2 separate regions of the Mus musculus genome follow, and region 2 is linked to region 1. Evidence: chromatin contacts called from public Hi-C data. All regions are on one chromosome and are shown on one strand. Each heading gives the region's core, a stretch centred on a gene start, on an enhancer-like site or on the middle of the called end of the contact. The rest is flanking DNA. Distances are from core to core; before and after follow the strand shown. Region 1 holds the start of Txlnb (taxilin beta). Region 2 overlaps Txlnb (taxilin beta).

The links. A called contact is a pair of places that touch in the nucleus more often than the background predicts.
Region 2: a Hi-C map of bone marrow-derived macrophages shows a contact between it and region 1, with 1.7 times the contacts expected there. The contact joins the enhancer-like site here to the promoter of Txlnb in region 1. A contact is called at or near these places in 2 of 39 promoter capture datasets (3T3-L1-derived adipocytes and macrophages), 1 of 15 datasets of contacts at CTCF or cohesin (the NIH/3T3 cell line), 12 of 484 Hi-C or Micro-C datasets (the N1E-115 cell line, bone marrow-derived macrophages, cardiomyocytes and 6 more), 2 of 115 datasets of contacts at active chromatin or transcription factors (CD8 T cells and heart atrium) and 4 of 9 other capture datasets (adipose tissue, bone marrow-derived macrophages, macrophages and 1 more).

Annotation. Positions count from the first base shown.
Region 1 is chr10:17,792,600-17,799,125 of GRCm38.p6, reverse strand. It overlaps Txlnb (taxilin beta), which reads right to left and starts at 2,907. Exons shown (of 10, transcript NM_138628.3): 1 at 2,705-2,907; 2 at 1-38. The coding sequence starts at 25. Gm20655 (a long non-coding RNA gene) reads left to right here. Exons shown (of 5, transcript XR_871470.3): 2 at 1-6,172.
Region 2 is chr10:17,838,742-17,845,267 of GRCm38.p6, reverse strand. Txlnb (taxilin beta) reads right to left here. Exons shown (of 10, transcript NM_138628.3): 8 at 6,268-6,360; 9 at 3,747-3,842; 10 at 1-2,570. The coding sequence ends at 1,788. Among named protein-coding and RNA genes, the nearest start is that of Gm20655, 6.4 kb to the right of the region's middle. Within about 2 kb of position 3,082, at least 22 of the 459 cell types and tissues checked have an H3K27ac peak or open chromatin away from gene starts, as enhancers often do. A contact at or near this core is called in bone marrow-derived macrophages, where this site is marked.

The DNA.
Region 1 (6,526 bases), core at 1,658-4,157:
GCTGATCAGGATGATTAATCTCCATATGGGAGTGGGGTCTGGTGGGAAGCACAGTCATGGTTCACCTAACGATTTCACTTACATATTAATGATAAGGATATCTCTCAGAGAGGCGCCACCTAATTTTGGGATCCGCCACAGAATAAATGAACTTCCACATACCATCGACACTAAAACTCAGGTCGTATTACTGTCCTATCTTGAGTGTAATCTTCACATTTTAGCACTACCCCTTTTTGTTGAAATTGTTTGAGTTAATTTATGGTATTGTTTTTATGAATATATTTGTCAATTTGTGTTAGGATTTTCAGGTATAGACCTCACAGTCCTTAAAAGTGCTTGCACATAGACATTTTCATGCAAAGTTTAATTTTTATTTAACTTTTAATTTAATATTTAATACAGGAACCATTCTGATTACTAAAAATAATTCGTAACAGTTACATCCATAAGCTATTTTTCAATCTTTAGGTAAAAAGTTTAACTTGTGTATTTTACTACATTATTAGGTAAAATTGCTTTTCTAGTGTTTTCTCCCTGATAATAAGCAACATGCAATTATCAATCAGAAAAAAAAGGGTTTTTGAACTTCAGATTAATGTTTTTTAATTAAAACAGGGAATGAGAAATGTATAAATAAGTCAGTAATATGAATGAATGATGATGATCCTTAGAAATATATTTTCATATGTATATATGTGTATGAGTATTTTCACACATATGTGTATGTGTGTGTGTGTGTGTGTGTACATGCAGAGGCCAGAGAAGGATGTCTGGTGTCACATCCATCTTCTACCTTTAAAACAAGAGCCTCTCACTGAACCTGGCACTAGGATGGCAGTCAGCAAGCCCCAGTTATCCTCCTGCCTCTGTCCCTAACAGCACTGTAATTGCATGCTCATTTGACTGCATCCAAGTTTCCACATGGTTGTCAGGATCAGAACTCTAATCCTTACGCTTGTATAGCAAGCAGTTTTGCTCACTGAGCCATCTCGCCAGCCCACATATAATACTAACTCCTTAAATTTCTATAACATTCTTTTACTCTAGAAACTGACTTCATCTTTGAAGTAAAAAGATGATAATTTTCTAACTTAAAAAGTTCTAGGAAAATGTAAGAATTTTAAGACATAGCAATGTATATCTTAAGCTAGAAAAATAATTCAAATGCAATATGGACTCAAACCAGGCATGCTGGGGCATGTCTACTTCTTATTTGTAAAAGGAAGGCAAGTCAGGCGTTCAAGGTCATTGTCAGCTACACAGAGTCCCTAGCCTGCCTCTGCTATATAATCCTGTCTCCCAGCAGCAACAACATCAACAACAACACCCACATAATAGTAGAGCCTCTGGGAAATATGGAACAACACAGCACATTGCATTAGAGACTCCGGGCTTTGCTCCTACCATGCTGAGGGGCGGAGAGATTTGGCTTAGGGTTTAACTTCTGGTGCGTTTTGTTTACAAATAGAACGCAATAGTTATGCTGCTAACTAATAGCATAAAACTATGGCAGCGTTCCCTAGCTTCACGGGTCGTGCGGTTGTGTTGGCATGTCAGTGGAAACAAAAACATGCTGTGTTATCAACTGCATAGCTTCCTTGGCTCATTTTTAGGGCAAGTGTCAAGCACTTGAATGTAGTAGGTGTTGAACACTTGACTGCCAACCCGAGAGTGGAAGACACAGTGTGGAGACAGTCCCCACCCACCTGTGGCTCCCCCAGGACTTAGGAGGAAGGTCATTCCTTTTAATTCAATCACTTGGTTATCACACAATGTGGCTGCGTCTCCACCACTGCAATCGAGAGCCTGACCTCCGCTCGCCATGCTCTCTGCTATATATAACTCCTGCCTCCCCCAAGCACACAGAGAGACACGTGTCACCTGCTGCCCTGCCAGAAGTTATTTTAAGTTCTTCTAAAATGAGTTCTGACATTTAGCCCTTCATCCCTAAAGTCAAGAGAATAGGCTCTCAGTCAGACTAAAAATTGTGACCATTTACTGGTTTGAATCCATATGTGAACTTTTAAGTGTAGGGGAGATTATCATTGGGTGAGATCTGAAGTCAATCAAAGTTCAAAGCAGTTATTTCAAACAGTCCACGGGCATTTTACTGTGGTTAGGCTACATGAAAATGTTCACGTGATCTATTCAAGCTTAGGTCTATGGATATTCTTTAAATTCCTGTTCCACATTAGTTGATGTGTGTGTGTGTGTGTGTGTGTGTGTGTGTGTGTGTGTGTGTGTCAGTCTCAGCACCTCAAATGCTCCACTGATGTGCAGTATCTCCAAACTCCAACCTTCTTTTAAAACAGTAACCTATTTTGTTTAGAGGACAATTTACTTCTTTAAGACACCTCAGAACAAACTAACAAGAAGGAAAACCAAATATAAACAAAGTCAAAGAACCTTAAAATCGTCCTTTTTGTAGCAAAGTTTCTTCTCACAAAGAAACTCTAAAATCTGTCTTTTACAAACTTTATTGGCTCTGTGCCCCTCCGGGAAGGAGGAATGTTTCCCCTGTGCTAGCTGTGGCTGCTCACACACGCACACGCACCATCCCTTCCTGATCCACCCGCTGTCTTGTGAAGTTGAACAATGGAAAGCCCTTCTACCATTTGCTGGCGTCTGTAACTTTTGAACACTACAGACTACAGGCTACAGGCTGCCCCTCAGGGCTTGGGGAAGTGTTTGTCATACTTACCAGAAGGAAGGGAGCTAAGCAGGAAGAGAAAAGAGAGGAAAGAGGTGGTAGAGTCAGAGGAGGAGCAGCAGCAGCAGCAGCAGCAGCAGCAGGAACAGGCAGCAGGGCTGAGTTCTTACAAGGAGGGAGAAACTGCACACACACACACACACACACACACACACACACACACACACACACACACGCCCACAAAAGGAGGGGGCGGGGAAGGAAACACCCGTGACGCAGCAAGAAAGAAGTCTGCCTGTGCTTCAGTAGGTGTCGCCAGGGGAGTATCCTTTGAAAGAAAAGCAGCTGGTGAATTGTGAGACTCTCCATGTTTAGCCCTCTTTAAAATTCAAACCCAGATGAATGGCCTCCTGGTGCGGTTTTCTGACATTGTTGTTATTTTGGAACACATCAGGAGTGTTTTTATTTCTTGGTTTATCTCCGTGGGGTTTATGATTCAACCCTGGATTAGTTAGTATCAGGTTTCTTTTAGGAACCACCAAAGATGCGGTGTGGCACAGCACAGGAGAAGTGGCAGAGACACTAATTCTGAGGACACTGCTTTCTTGTGGTTGTTACTATTGTTTTTGCAAAGTTTGAAATGCACATTTAGGTGGCTTTTGGAACTGTGGTTTAGGTAGTCTTTGCATGTGTGCTGTGTCCAGAGCTGACATCTCATCAGCTTGTTCATCCTAAAAATGCCTTCCTAGGGCCTAGAGGCAGAGGTAGGTGGCTCTCTGTGACTTCAAGGCCAGCCTGGTCAATATGGTGACTTCCAGGACAGTCAGAGGAACGGCTTAATATCCTGTGTAAAAGAAACAAGGATTAGCTTGTTAGCTTCCTCCTAACTCATAGCCATTCATGGGTGCCTTAAGCTTTCTGGGGAATGTATTTCCATGTTTTACCAAAACAGATTTAGTCTTGGCACAGCATCTCTGAGAATTTAGTCACCCCAAAGACATCCAGCCCTTGAATCTGGCACTTTACGTGTAGAGGGGACTTGCAGATGTGGTCAAGGATTGTGGGGTGGAGAGTCATCTAGAATGATCTGAGGGTGACCACTAATCACAGAGTCCTTATAAATGAGGCAAGCAGGCTGAGAATCAGATCAGATCTGTCGATCTAAGTGGGGTGTGTCATGGAGTAAGGTCCTGCGTCGAGGAGCATAAGAAGCCTTAGAAGCTGGGAAGGCAACAAAACACTCTTCTCTCAAGCCTCCAGAGGGATGCAGCCACACCAACAGCTTCACCTCAGACCCCATGGAACTCATTTTGGACTTTGACCTCCAGCACTGTAAAGGAGTAAGTTCACGTTTTTTAAAAAGCCTCTACCTCAGTGTCAGATTGTTAAAGGGAATGAAACGGAAGCTAACGTGCACCCCACTCCCAAGTGCTTCCCTACTTCCTGAGCTCGGGGTGCTGTAAGTCACAATCACAGAAAGGGCTGAAAAGGGGTGCAGGAAAGGCATGATGGGAAGAAGCAGCCTGAGAAGGAGAAACTCTGACAGAGACACTGCAGTGACTGTTAATCCTGGGATTTGCCAGAGAAAAAACCCCAAGTCCACCAGCTCCGGGCAAATTAAAGCTAGCTTTATTAAATATTAAATACTGACCACCAAATCCTCGACTTTAATCAGGACCATTCCCTGGAGTTTCTCAGCTGGAATGGCCTTGAGCCTGTGTAGCAGGGATTTATAAGGATGACCTATAGGCCATCATAGTTTCCTATGAGGCTTTGTTATTTTCTGAGAACTACAACTCCCAGCATTCCCGGAAGTTACCTGGTCCTTGGGCAACTGGGGTTTACAGGTTAATTTCGGGCCTTTCATGGCAAACACAATGAAACTGGTGAAAGAAAATAATATTCTCTCCTTAATCCTCACATCGTGAATATTCGGTTAACACCACAAATCAGAAGACAGCACATCCTGGATTGGAGCAATCAACTCAATCAGATCTCCAAGTGCAGATCAGTTCTAAACAATTTTAAATAAGGTACTGTTAGGGTACATTTTGTGAAGGTATGTTTCTGTGTCATCAATTGTTTAACGGGTACCTGCAGAGAGCTAAGTACTCGTCGCATCTTGGTATTGTTGTTTCCGTGGCCCATCGCCAGCCTCATATTTTTGCAAACATTCATCCTTCCTTCCTTGCCTATTGGATGTAATAAAAAACTGATGGCCAATAGCTGAGCAGGGACTAGGAGGCGGCACTTCCAGGCAGAGATAGGAACTTCGGGAGAAGCAATCAAATGCAGGAGGTTCATCAGGGATCACAGAAGGGATGATTCAGGCCGGAGCAGAGAGGTAGACCTGGCCATGTGACAAGATGTAGGCCAGAATTAGTCAGCTAGAGTCGTTGGGAGACTGCCAAGCTGAGGCATTAAAATATTATTGACTCCATGTCATTATTTATACAGCTGGGGGTGGGGTCCATGAAAAGTCCCACTTTGAGGTGCAGGCCCTTTTAACAAAATAGTTTCCATTGAAACTAATGGAAGAGGAAATCTAATGACAGGACTGTCTTATTATGTTATTGTGTGTATATATACATACAATATGTACTAACATGAAAACAGGCATAGCTTTCTTATACCTGTCCCTTTCTTTTCTCCCTGCCACTCCATAGGGTTTCTCTGTAAGTTTCAAAGTGAGTGCCCACTTTTTAGACAAGACTAGCCTGCAACTCAGAGAGACCTGCCTGCCTCTGCCTCTCAAGTGCTGGGATTAAAGGCGTGTGCCACCACCACCTGGCTAACCTTTCTTAGAGTTATTATAAAATATACATTTTCATATATGTATCACTTTAAAATTCCACAAAACTGAATCACAGAATGACCCAACTCTCTCTAAAGATATTTGCATAGGAGTTGTGTGTTGCTAAACACCATTAATGCTAGTTCCCTAGGGTTTTTGTTGCTGTTGTTGTAAACATCCTATGATATTTTAAATGTCAGGTGTGGTTCAGTCAGCTGCTTGACTGATTGACAGCTGACATATTCTCTACCTTAACGTGGCTGTGTGGAGTAAGAGGCATCTCAACTCTTAAACACAAAACAAAACAAAACAAAACAAAACAAAACAAAACAAACAAACAAACTTCTCTGGCCCTCCAGGAATCACATAACTTCAGCTTCACTAACAATTGTGATCAGGATTGGAACTGACGCCAACAAGGTCTGCTTTGGGAGACCATGCTCCAGCCGGGACCTCTTCCCACACAATCTGTCTAAGATTTGGAAGACTCTAGATAACAAGGCTAGACAAACCTTGGTGAGCTCAGCATCTCCTCCTGCTGTGACTCAGAAAAAAAAAAAAAAGTCCAGTGACTGGTGGACGGGGAACCGATCATTGGTCTTTGTGTAGGGCTTGAGTCAGGTGGAATCCGGAGCTGCATATGTGGAACTAGGAGTGGTGGAATCAGACTGAACATGTGCATCTGGGCCCCTCTTCTGGCTGCTTAAACAGACTACTCTTTTCAGGTGAGTCTGCGTAACTTCCACCATGCTCTGTTCCCTGGTATTACAACATTTGGCTCTAATAAAGTCTTCTCTTGAGTGGTGTCTTTGGCTGATTGGGATTTTTATCACAAGTAGGATAGGTTGGGATGGTTAGGAATGTCAAGTCCTCAGGTATTCTAACTGTGGCTTTAGCTATGCTGGTATGGATGGAGGCTGCCAAGAATTCCAGAGCGATGAGCCCTGATACCCAAGGCTCCAAGCTATATCTATAAGAGTCAGCTGAAAGAGGTCAGAGCACTACCAAGGACAGAATCTGTAAGAGATTAAGGATATTGAGGGTACTGGGGGACAGCAGGGAAGCCAAGACTATGGAAG
Region 2 (6,526 bases), core at 1,833-4,332, 46 kb before region 1:
CTGTTTGTCTTCCTAAGCTCTTGGATTGAGACCTAACTGTGATGATCCTACTCTGTTCTTTGAAGCTCAGCTCCTGTAAACAGAGAGAAGGGATTAGTGTAGTGAATATTTGGCTTTGAGTTAATTGAATGTCTAATTTCCAGTGGTGTTGAACTTGGCTGGATACCCGTGTGGTTATAATATGCAAAGCCTCTGAAAACACATGGGTTCTCAAATAATGGCATGCTTTTTCCCCTGATTTTTTCCCCAAATGGTATTTTTGTTCTTTCCCTTACTGTCTACTTCAAATAAATTTTATACAGTTTTATAATTCCTTCAACATATGGCTACTGCCTCCCAGCTCCTCGTGTGCATTGGCAAGCAGCCACGTGCACCACTGAAGAGTGATTTCCTGGATGAGTTTTCAAGAATCCTCCTTTATCCACATTTCTACCTGTGTTCAACTTCTTAACATAGAGTTAGATTAGACCGTCCTCTCTTTATGCACCTTCTGTCTCCCTCCTTCCCACCTCTCCCTGTTCTGTTAGTACAGTTTTCTTTGAGCCTAGGCAGAGCATTTTATGCTGCCAGTGTTATTAGAGGTTTTTGCGAACAATGAGAGTATAAAACTTGTTTGGGTAATCCCAAGTGCTTCTTGCTTTTGACATCTATGGAGTCCTTGCCTGTTATTTTTGAATTATGAGTAGGAGGCCCCCCCCCCCTTTTAAAAATTTTGTACTTCTGCCTGTTCAAAAATTCTTAGAGCAGAAAATGTGTTAGCTTTGTAAGCCTTGTTACTCCTATTGAGAGCTCGTATGTATTTCCGTTTTGGAAAAATACATTTTACTTAACATTAATTGAGATGTGGGCCAGGCACACACATTGACGCAAAGGAGGAAATTTGGAAGGAATAGATGCTTTGAGATAAAGACAATGTCAGAGACAACAAAAAGTGTTTTCTTGAGATATCAGTAGTCAAAGAGGCTGAGACCTCTAAGCTGAGGATACTCAACCTCTCAAATCTTACTTAGGTGCTTTCTCTATTTCCAACCACCTTCTCACAGGTAGCCAGGAGGCGGCTGCCTCAACCCAGGAGGTGATGCTGGGAAGTTGGGAGGAAGTTGGCTGAGAAGATCAGAAGCACCTGTTTGTGTTTTTTCCCCTTTCTGTTAAAAGCCTCTTGTGGTCCTCTTTGTGTCCAGGCATTGTAGCACATGTGCTATTTCTGATCCATAGAGCTTTAATCTACTGTAGTCCAGAGTGTAAGTAAGATAGAAAAATTTTTACAAGCATATCTTGCAATAGAGAAAAATCTGTTAGGAGCAAAATATACTTGTGTGATGACTTTATATGCACGTATGAAAATACATGTGTATGTGTATACATAAATGTATTTATGTGTATTGTGTATACACATAAGTACACTGTATATTATGCTATTTAAATGGAACCTGGATATCCATTATAGATCTTATTGGGTTATTTGTGGAAATAAATGTAATATTTCAGTGTATTTATTTGTTATAGTGGGAGTCCTTAAATACAAAATCTTACTGCTAACAAACTGGATTAAGGCACCAATGTAATGGGAAAGTAATGTATATTTGCTATTGATGTGTTTGGCTGCCAAATCACAGAGAATTTCCATATTAGTTATAAATTGCAAACAGCAGCAAAGACTGGAAGTGTTCTGTACAACTTTAAAAATGTCTTGACTCTAACTCTTCCTAGTCCTAGAAGTTTCTTTCACAGACTTTCTTCTGTGAGGAAGATGCAGTCAGGTGAGCAGCCAGAAGAATCAACAAGGCTTAGTCTACTCCATTCAGACAAGCATCGGGCTCTCTGGGGAGTCCAGTGGAAGGGCCTACGGGGATGTCTGTGACTTCTGGTGGGGGCTGCTCCCTAGACTCACAGCCGGGCACCACAGCAGAATCTCCCTCACTCTCTGGAGATGGTGAAATATCATATTTTGCCTCTACTACAGATAGGGAGCCCTGGGCTGGGGACAGTGGGGCCTGACCAGAAGTGTTTGCCTCTGGTTTATGGGGCTTCGGACCCGGGGTATTTTCTGCAGGGAGACCCTGACTTTGTAGCTCTGCCTCTGCAGGGGTACAGGAGGCTGTAGGGGCAGGTGTGGCCTCACAGACGCCCTCCGCCACAGCCTGAGCACCTACAGGGGGCCGAGGACTCCCTGAATCAGCGGGAAGGCTGGGATGGTTTAAACGGGCTGTTTCGGGGTGCTGGTGGGTGACATCACTTCCACTTTGAGGACCATTCACTGCCAGCTGTCTTTCCGTTGGTTGGTCTGGGGTGAACTCTGGATGATGAAGGATGGTAAAAGCTGTGGCCAGGTTTTCCACAGCTTTTTGAAAACTGTTGGCTTCCTCTGCGTCCACCTCTTCATTTTCAGAGACGCTTGGCTCTGGCTCTTCCTCAGAGGTGCGCTGAACCTGGTCTTCCTTTTCGGACATTTTTGCTTCTCTGATTTTCTTGTAGAGTTCCTTTCTCTCCTCTTGTAAAGCACGACACAGGTTCTCCAGCCTTTGGATTTTCATCACGAAACACTCGTATTCTTTAGCTCGCAGGGCTTTCTGTGACATAAATGCACACACACACACACACACACACACACACACACACGACATGAGCAGTGAATTTCTCACGATGCTGTCCAGAAACAAAACTAGAATTTGCCTACTACGTTTGAACAAACATTTCGGGACATCTCTTTGTTTTTCTGATGTTTTGATTATTAGACTAAAAGACTTTTAATTACTATTGCCTGTTCTTTGGGAAATAAACCTATTAAGACTTCTTTCTACTCCAATAAACACCTTAACCTACACGAATCTTCTGTTCCTTAAAAACTGGAGGGTATAGGCAACATCTTCTGTGAAATAAGTAAGATGGCCTGGGCTTCACTCTCAGCGGGGTGTTGTGTATTCTAGGAAATATGTCTTCTTGCTAGAACTGCTATATGCTAATTCCAGCAGCCATCTGATGAGTGTTGATGAGTCATACATACATCTTGGGAACTGGTTGCAACTTGGAATGAATCTCTAAAGTGGTAATTATAACCACAGAAACGCACCACATACCAGTTCATGATGTTGGCTGCTTAAACCGTTCAGTTCTCCTTTTCTCTGGTAACAGTGGTGTGAGAGTGAGCAGAGAACTGCTCCTAATCATCTCACTACTGATTCCCACCCTGGCTACCCTGGATCTGTAAGACCCTCTTTACTTGTTACCATGAAGGGATCTTCACTTGTAGGTCCTGCCACTCAAATTGGACCTCATAAACCTTTGCCTTTAGAGTTGTAAAGCCTGTAGGCCCTGGCAGAACATCAGCTACCAAATACCTGTTGGAGGAGGTTTTAAAAAGATTTCTTCATATCTGTCTGTAAAATACCCTAAATGTGCTGGCATCTTCTATCAGCACAGTGAAACCAATGCATTAAGTGCACTTGCTGGGTGCCAAACAGTAGAAGTTCAAGATCAAGTAAGACCTTCATCAAAACCTTTCTAGGCCAGCAGGCATAGTGCCATTCTGGGGTCAGTTTTCTACCTAACAATTCTGTGACTAAGGTTTACAAAGATCTCTGACTCCTCCTTAGATTTCTCAGTGACTCTTGATCTTATTCCTGATCTTATATTTTAATCTGTTACGTCTCCCTTGAAATTCAGCCTATTTTCCAAACGTAATCACTTGTACTATTAGGTTCTGATGATTACTTTTGACAGGGTTGGGGAAGGAAGAGCGTCCTCACCTCTTCGATCATGTCCAACAGGGCTTTGTTACAATTCTCAAATCGGGCTTTCCACGTGGCGGTGTCCTTCTCCAGCTTCTTCATTTTCTTAGTTGTCTACAGAAATTAGAGTGTTTTAGTGATAATCCTGAGGCACTAAGGAAGCAATTAGCTCCACACGTGACACCAAGGGCAATCTCTTGTTACCAGCTGCTGAAGCAAACAAATGTTCAATGTCAACAACGAAGACTGAGGAAGAGGAACGATTTCTTCCCGAGTCCTCTGGATTGGTGACGAACGAACTTGTTTGCACCGGAGCCAAGTCAGGGAGAAGGAGCTACATAGGAGCACATTGTGTTGTTCTTGACTTTTCTTTCATTTAAAATAATAAAAACGAATCCTTACTGAGACTCGTAAATAAGCTTGCAATTTAGGTAATTTACTTTATCAAATAGAAGGATATCATCGTGAGAGAGCTGACATTGCTTTTGGGAATTAAGCTGCAGATAATTTGTGTGCACACGAAAGCGGCTTGGCACCTTTTCTTTGCTCATGTTTGTAGGGTGAGGGTGAGCTCACGGAAGGTGATGGTTATACATTCATGTCATCTCTGAAACAGCCCCGCGAGAAAAGCTCCGTTTTCATCCCTATTTTATAAATCATAAAACTGAGGGTCAAGAACACGTGTTAATATCTAAGTTGATTTACCAAAGAGTCAGGCTAGAGATATCTCATTTTCTACCAAAATAGTGCCTCTTAGTCACCAGGCCCTCGCACGAATGTGGGTTACATTCATACTCTGTTTTGAGTAGAAGATTAATGGATATTATTTATTGTAGAATCTCTTCTCTTATTGTGTAAATTGAAGGGTAAGACTCTTAGTCAGCTATTATGTCCTTTCATGAGCCACACCTAGGTACTTGCTTCTTTTTTATTTTTTATTTCAGGTATTTTGAGGCAAAGTTTCGTTCTGTAGCCCTGGCCAGCCGGAGCTTGCTATGTGGACCAGGCTGTCCTGGAACCCACAGAGGTCTGCTTGCCTCTGCTTCCTGAGTGCCAGGATTAAAGGCCTGGGCCTCCTCCATGTCTGCCTATGTGCTTGTTTCTTGAGCAAAGCTCTCTGAGGTGCACACCAAGGCCAGAGGCTGAGCCCAGACTTTCATTTCTTGCTCTAAAAGGAGTTAGATGGGCGGGGCCTTGAATAGATTTGTTTGTTTGTTTGTTTAAATAACATGTAGCTTTGTAAAGTTTAAGAGGTTAATGTTAATAATTTTATACAAGATATAGGACTATATTCAGAATTACACAAACATGCATCCCAGTTTATTGTTGTTGTTTATCAACAATGGAATTCTTGGGCTCACCAGCATCTGTAAACAAATTTCAGATGAAGAACACTTGACTTAATATCCCAGTCTCAATTTTGAGATAAAATTCAAAAAATAACAATTCAGAACCAAGAAAACGAACTTAACAAATATTAGTGTAAAAGTTACATTGTCTCACTAAAATATAATTTGAAAGATGCTTCTTACACTTATAATTAATGCCAGTGCCTGTTCAGAAACACAATATGCATGTGTGTGTGTGTGTGTGTGTGTGCGTGCGCGTGTGCACGCACGTGCACGTGCATAGATGTGCACGTGGACATGTCTATGCTGTGCTGTACTTATGGAAGTCAGAAGACAACATTTAGGAGTCTTTGTCTACCTTGTTTTGAGGCAGGGTCCCTTTCAGCCCATCAGTGGGCTTCCTATGCTAGGCCACTGGCCCAGGAGCTCCCAGACTATTCTACCACTTCTTCCCATGTCGCCAGAGGAGTTCTAAGAGCACAGATGTGCCCCATCCTCATGCAGCCTTTCACAGGGCTCCAGGGATCTCAGCTCAGGTCCTCAGGGCCGCTGGGGTAAGTCCTCTTACCCTCTGCCATAGAGGCAGAATGTTGATGCTGATTTTCTACTAGGAAGATACTGGACTGAATAAAATGTTAACGTTATGTCTGTTGATATTATTTGTACCTTTTATTTATGAAAGACCAGCAAAACTTTTAATGCGTTAATTTATTTGAACTTCAGAGTTTTGTGAGTTATGAGAAAATGATCAGTTTATAGATAAGAAAAATAAAACCTGAGAGAGGTACATAAATGACCCAGGAGTCCTTGGTGGATAGTTACAAACGCAGAATTTGAGCTTACTCTTCTGTCTTCGTATGCAGGGCTCCATCAATTGTATTGCATGAGAAGGAGTCTATCAACTCTAATGTTATATTTTTTGGTTTAAATGTTTTTTTTTAAACCAGAGAAAAATTAGGCTAGCTATCAAGAAAAAGATATTGTTCGTCTTAGTGAAAATGTATCCTAGTATTTTGAGGCCATTGATCAGATCTATTTACTGGAAACTTTTAAAAAAAGACAAAATTCCACTGAAGGTCTCATTCCTGCATTATGAAATGCACTGGAGTATCTTAGCCAGAGAAAAATGCATGCAAAGGCTTGCTTGTCAAAACAAAAACGGTCAGTATTCATGGATAGGAAATACTCACCTTATCCATTTCCTGCTTGAAAGTGGCAAACACTTCATTGCTTTTTGTCAGTGTACTCTGGAACTCCTCAAACCTTCCTGAGTAGAGAGTGAGCTGTAAACAGAGGAGAAAGTACATCTATTTTGGGGCTGCTTTCAGATTGCTTCCAGAAAAAACAAAACAAAACCCAAGTCACTGTTCATTATTTGAGAAGGAAAATGAATTAAAGATATTGTTAGTACAGGATTACTCACATGTTTAGCTATTTTATATACTACCA